2 separate regions of the Mus musculus genome follow, and region 2 is linked to region 1. The links are chromatin contacts, called in public HiChIP or PLAC-seq maps. All regions are on one chromosome and are shown on one strand. The core of a region is the stretch at or near the end of the contact, and the rest is flanking DNA. Distances in the headings are between cores, read along the strand shown. Region 1 overlaps Fam107b (family with sequence similarity 107, member B). Region 2 overlaps Frmd4a (FERM domain containing 4A).

The links. HiChIP or PLAC-seq counts read pairs in DNA pulled down with a chosen protein or histone mark.
Region 2: a contact with region 1 is called in an H3K4me3 HiChIP or PLAC-seq map of bone marrow-derived macrophages, with 5 times the contacts expected there. The contact joins two enhancer-like sites. A contact is called at or near these places in 3 of 115 datasets of contacts at active chromatin or transcription factors (bone marrow-derived macrophages, embryonic forebrain and pancreatic cancer cells).

The regions. Positions count from the first base shown.
Region 1 is chr2:3,751,139-3,754,012 of GRCm38.p6, forward strand. All of the region lies in intron 1 of Fam107b (family with sequence similarity 107, member B), which reads left to right. Among named protein-coding and RNA genes, the nearest start is that of Fam107b, 39 kb to the left of the region's middle. Within about 2 kb of position 1,438, at least 105 of the 459 cell types and tissues checked have an H3K27ac peak or open chromatin away from gene starts, as enhancers often do. A contact at or near this core is called in bone marrow-derived macrophages and pancreatic cancer cells, where this site is marked.
Region 2 is chr2:4,408,497-4,411,370 of GRCm38.p6, forward strand. All of the region lies in intron 1 of Frmd4a (FERM domain containing 4A), which reads left to right. Among named protein-coding and RNA genes, the nearest start is that of Gm23691, 29 kb to the left of the region's middle. Within about 2 kb of position 1,500, at least 44 of the 459 cell types and tissues checked have an H3K27ac peak or open chromatin away from gene starts, as enhancers often do. A contact at or near this core is called in bone marrow-derived macrophages and pancreatic cancer cells, where this site is marked.

The DNA of each region.
Region 1 (2,874 bases), core at 188-2,687:
ACTGATCTGGGATAGTGTAGGTTTTACCCAAGTATTTCAGGGTGAATTTAATTATGCACAGGGGAAGTGCTGGTTACTATGTCTTTCTTAGCTCTTTTCCACAGCTAACTGAGTAGGCTCAGAGGGAGCGTTCTTTAGAATTTAAGAATTTCTGAGTTGGAGGCCAGCCTGGTCTTTTCCAGGACAGCCAGGACTACATAGAGAAACCCTGTCTCAAAAAAAAAAAGAAGCTGGTGGTTACGATGGTGTTGTTTTACTGTGTCCTCCTTCCTTCACTGTCTCCCACTAAGATCTTTCAAGTCATTGTGAGCCACATTCAGCTGATCCCATTGTCACATGAAGCATGACGCACGGAGGAGGTGACCACTCAGACTGTAATTTCCAAATTTAAGTGTATTTTCTTTGTTCTACACTAAATATAATAGTTCCGGATCCTTCATGATAGAATCAAGCTATGTGTCCCCAAAAGCAGATGTCTTAGAAGGTGAGTGTGTGTCACGCACACACACACACACACGCACACACACACACAGTGGACAGTAAGGGAAGGCAGACTAATTCTGTGAGGTCAAATAAGAGAAACTAGTATCCCTTCTACCGTGAAGGCTTTGAAACGTGGGGACTTTGGAGACTGTGGTGGTAAGTGAAGGTAGAAATGAGAGCTGCTGTTGAACTGATAAGTCAGAGGGTGAAACGGATTATTACTTCAATACTGAACATTCATAGATGAAATTAGGATCCTTCCCTCCCTACCTCCCTCCCTTCTTTCCTTCCTTCCCACGGAGTCTTGCTATAAGGCTCAGGCTGGCCTTCAGTTCATGATCCCCTCCCCTTTTCTTCTTTTTTCCTTTGTGGTGCTGAGGATAGAACCCCTGGCCTTATGCAGCTAGGCAAGCGGGGCACCAGCCCTGATGGACTTTCTTCCTAACAGGTTACATGCATTCTGTGTTTAAGTATTTTCTAACTATAAAATGAGGTTTTCTCATATACTTGGAATCTTATTCAGTATGATACTTATAAGATTGCAAACCAGAATTTAGTTCCAGGTTTTGTTCCTTTATTTGTCTTGAAAAAAAAAAAAACTTTTAAAAGAATTGCTCATTCTTTTCCCTTATATTTTTTCTACATTTTACTTTCAGCATTTGATCTCTTTAAGAAGGTAGAATCATTTTTTTTCACATTAGTTTTTTTTTTCCCCCACAAGGGAAGTCATGATACATGCGCCCTTTGTTAGAGAATTATTTTATAATTGTTCATCCGGAAGCAATTCACAAGTTCCTTTATAGCCAACTGTAGTAAGGGTGAAGCTGGTGTTGTGACTGTGCAGACGTGTCATTTGTCTGTGTCCTTCTTATTTACTTAGTCACCAGTCGTCCCTATGTTTGTATATTTAAAGACAGGTTCCTTTAAAAGTAAGCCCTGCCTCTTGCGACACCAACTGTGAGAGAAGTCGGAGCTGAGGGCAAGTCTCTGGGTGCTGAGTTACTGGGTAATGAACCCTGTGGCAGCAAAGGACATGGAAACGTGTGGGACTCGGTTGGCTGCTGGGAGGGTGATGGATTTTCATTGCATTAGGAAGGGCATGGGGTACAGCTCCCACTCTTTACTTGCTCACTGTAGCTGTTAAGAAGGTTTGTTTAAGGAAGACATGTTGCACGTAGTTGAAGTTGGTGTTTGGCTGCAGTACTGTCCGACAGTCATAGGTTGACAGCTGTGCCATGGGTTGCTGGAGTGAGCAAGTAGATGGGGATGTGTTGGTTCCTGGGGCCAGAGCCCTAATACCCAGTAATCAGGGTGGGCCACAGCCTCAGTGGTGGGAGGTTGGTGTTTTCACATACGGTGTGGGAGGGTGGAGCACCACGGGGAGTTGTCTTAGGTACTGTTCTGTGGCTCTGAAAAGGCCGTGACTGAGGCAACACCTAGGAACGAAGAATCGAATCATGGGCTTGCTCTACAGCTTCAGAAGTTAGTCTGTTATCACCATGGTAAAGAGCATGCCAGCACACAGGCAGAAGTAGCTGAGAGTTCTACATCCTCATCTGTAGGCTGGGGGCAGAGGGGGGCAGGAACAGGACTTTTAAACCCCCACAGAATAGATGTGGCCTTGTTGTGGGAAGTATTTGGGTTCTGGGGATGTGAACTCAGGTTGTTAGGTTTCCATGCAAGTATGGGTACTCACTGAGCTGTCTCTCATTCTGAATTTTGAAATTTTTTTTTTATTCAGTTTTGGGGATAGAATTTGGATACTTGCATATTCTAGGCAAGATTCTACCACTGAGCCAGAACCCCAGTGCTGGAGTGTTTTGTAGGCAGTGAGCATCCTTCCGATTCCCCTAAGGATAAAGGTCATTATGCCTTGCAGACATCATGGCACCTGAGGTGTAGCCAGCTTATTCTAGCTCCTCACTGCCTGTGTTCCTTGTTTGCTAGGAAGGCAGTTGCTGTTTTCCTCGGTCTGATTTGCAGAGTTCCCTGTGCCAGCCTGTGGCTGGATAGCCAGCCCGGGGCTTAAGTTGAATCAGCTTCTTAAGTTGAATCAGCTTCAGGATTGGGTGTGTAGGGGGCAGGTTACCCAGGCCACTGTTTATAGCAAGGCAGTAGTTTCTGGGCGCTGAGGTGCTCTTGTCTTTGTTTGTCTTGTGGCTCCTCAGGGCAGCCTGTGGGAAATGGGAAAGTGGAAAGGCCTGGTGTCTTAGGAAGACAGGCCTGCAGAGGGAGTGAAATAATGTGTGGGGTTCATTCTGAGAAAGAGTTGAAGGAGTTGACACCCCTGCGGTGTTCCTGTGCCCACATTGACTACAAATGTGCTTACATCTGGACACCTGCCAAACCTCCTTCCTATAAACGGGTGTTTCCACACAGTGAAGCTGAGGC
Region 2 (2,874 bases), core at 250-2,749, 660 kb after region 1:
AGAGGAAGAAGGAAGGAAGAGAGGAAAGATGATTTGGGCTTTGTGCTAGTGGGTTGCAGCCCCTTACCTTTCTAAAATAATTCTCCAGTTCTCAAAAATGATCAGAAAACTCACAGGCCTTCTAGAGTAGGTAAAATTGAAACTGATGAAGATCATATTGTCTAGTAATGTTAACTGCTACTTAGCATCGAAAGGGAAAGGGAAAACTCCTGTTACGGGCTTCAGATGAATCAGCAGGTGAGGGCCCTTCGTGTCCAAAGTCCAGAGTTTGATCCTCAGGACTCAAAGGTGGTAGAAAAAGAGAACTGACTCCCCTACGTTGTCCCCTGACCCCCGCATAGCACAAGCGTACCCACATTCATAATAAGCAAACAAAGAACTAAACAGGCACTTGAACAGTTAATAAACCTTTAATAATTAATGTACTGCATTAATAGTAGAAACCGTATTACAACCTGAAAATGCAGGATGCTTTTTTGGAGCCCCACCCCCAAATTGCCTCAATCACCCAATCACACTGAAGATCCCAGGATAGTATCCCTGCAAAATGAGAAATTAATATGCCAACTTACCTAGATGATCTGCATACTTGGCCAGTAAAATGAATCACAAGCAATGCCAGGCTTCCTGGTGACGGACTGACTAGATGCATAGACTAAAAGTGTTAACATGCATAAACAGAAAGTATTTATAGAACATTCTATCTTCTTGCTTCCAAGACTAGGCTATATTTGAGGGATAACCTATGGCTATCTTTTTGCCTAGACAGGGTGGAACATGTCTGTTATTTCACAGAGAAATTATAAGCTGGTATTTGTGTGTGGTTCCTTCCTTTCTTTATTGTGGAAAACATGGTTTTTGTAGTCCGCAACAATTTGGTTTGTGTCCCTTCCCGTTCCCAAGGCTGTAGCTTAGTCAATAGAGATTCCAAACTCTTTTAATGCTGAGTTCTACAACTTCCAACTTGGAAAGATAGCCAACTATTCAGAGAATAATACCCAAAACACAGTCCTTTGTTTCTTCTGTAGCTAGAGTGTTTTTGTCTTGCCAGTAGAAATGACCACACTCCAAGAGGAGGAGCAAACACTCAGCGGGAAGATTCTGAACTGTAGGCTTTGCATGGCCATGGTTTGGGTTTTATACTGAGGAAAATGGCTGCATGCTAGTGCATAGGAAAGGAGGGATGAAGCGCCCAGGGTCCTGTGGTCTGCAGGGTTAGCTGGAAGGTGAAGATGCCAATTGCCAGGCCAGTGTCTCCTGCCTTCTCCTCTGATCCTCTTACATGGGGTCACCTGTCTGTCACACCAGCTTCGTCATGGCTGCTTCTCGGTCCTGTCCATTTCTCCATGTTCTTTTCCGAACCCTCAGATGATGTCCCAGAGTTCAAAAGATCTCTGCTGCCTTTCTCTTTGTTACTGGGAGCGCCACCTGTGGTTTTCTAATCACTCCTCTTCCTCTTCCTCGTGAGGCTTTAAAATCATTGTCCTGTGAGGGCTGACTCACCAGTCTGCCTCCCCACTTCCTTTCAGTTGCAGAGTCTCAGCTCCCCCTGCATTGAGCTTCTTAGGATTACTGTTTCCAAAACCAGATCTACCATTTGTCAGTCTCTTCAAGCAAGGTGTCTGCTCCCACAATCTTGTCTCAGGATCTCCCCTCTCCTGAGTCATTATAAAACCACTACAATATATCCATTCACCACTCTCTGGCCCCAGCTCCACTCATAAACACTCGCGAGCGCACCCTCTCCTCTGTTCCTTGTCCCCTTCCTCATCTGTGTTCCCTGTAGACCAAACTCCTCAGCATAAAACAAAAGGCCCTTCACATACTCCGGCAGCTTATTATTTCTTAAACTTCCTTTCTTCCATTGTCTTACACACACACACACACACACACACACACACACACACACACACACACACACAGAGTCTTTCCTCTGACCTTGGACTTAATCCTGTGGCTGAAACATATTGTTCATTCTTTGGCTGGAGCCTTCAGTAGTACCTCCTGACCCTCTAGGTCACAGCTTTTTGTTGTGTACAGATGTTTGTGTGTACAGATGTGTGTGTGTAAAGGTGTGTGTGTGCACATATACAGATGCATGTGCACATGTAAGCACATGCATACGGAGACCCAACACAGACCCAACGCATTTTAGTAGGGTGTTAGTAAGAACACACTTGTCCTGGAGGAGCTTGTAGCTAAAGAAGAGGCAAGCAATAAACATAATCGATGAATAAATTATTAGGATGCTGAGGGTGGAAATTGCCATGGAGATGAATAAAGCAGTTGGAGGGAAATGGGAAGAAGGCATCACTTTATTTCACCCTTTGTGTAGTGTCCATCTGTGGATATGTGGATATGCACACATTGTGTGTGTCGGGAGGGGCTGTGCATTGCATGCATGTGCGTGTTTGCATGGACACCTGAGGTCAGCATCAAGTGTCTTCCTCTGTCATCATTTTCCATCTCTTACTGAACCTAGAGTTCATCAGTTTGGCTAGGCTGAACGCCTAATGGACACATCACTGCTTCTGAGGACTGTTTCATGTGTGCTGGGTTCTGGATTTGCATGGCAAATATTTTACCAACTGAGCCATCTTCCACATCCTTACATTGCAGTTAACACAAAGAGTCAGGGCTGGAAAGTGGTAGAGCTCTTCCCTCGCCTGGTGAGGCCCCAGGATAAATGGAGGCAGAAGTGTGACTTCAGGGAACAGCAAGAGACTGAGGGTGGCCGAGGAGAACAGATGGACAGTGGAGGTCACATGGGCGTGGATAGGACCCACGCTGAAGAGCAAGGCAGAATGTGGGGGGCGGGGGGCCTGTCCCACCGAGAGGCTGCATGGGACTGGTTTGGGTGTTTCTAGGGTAAGT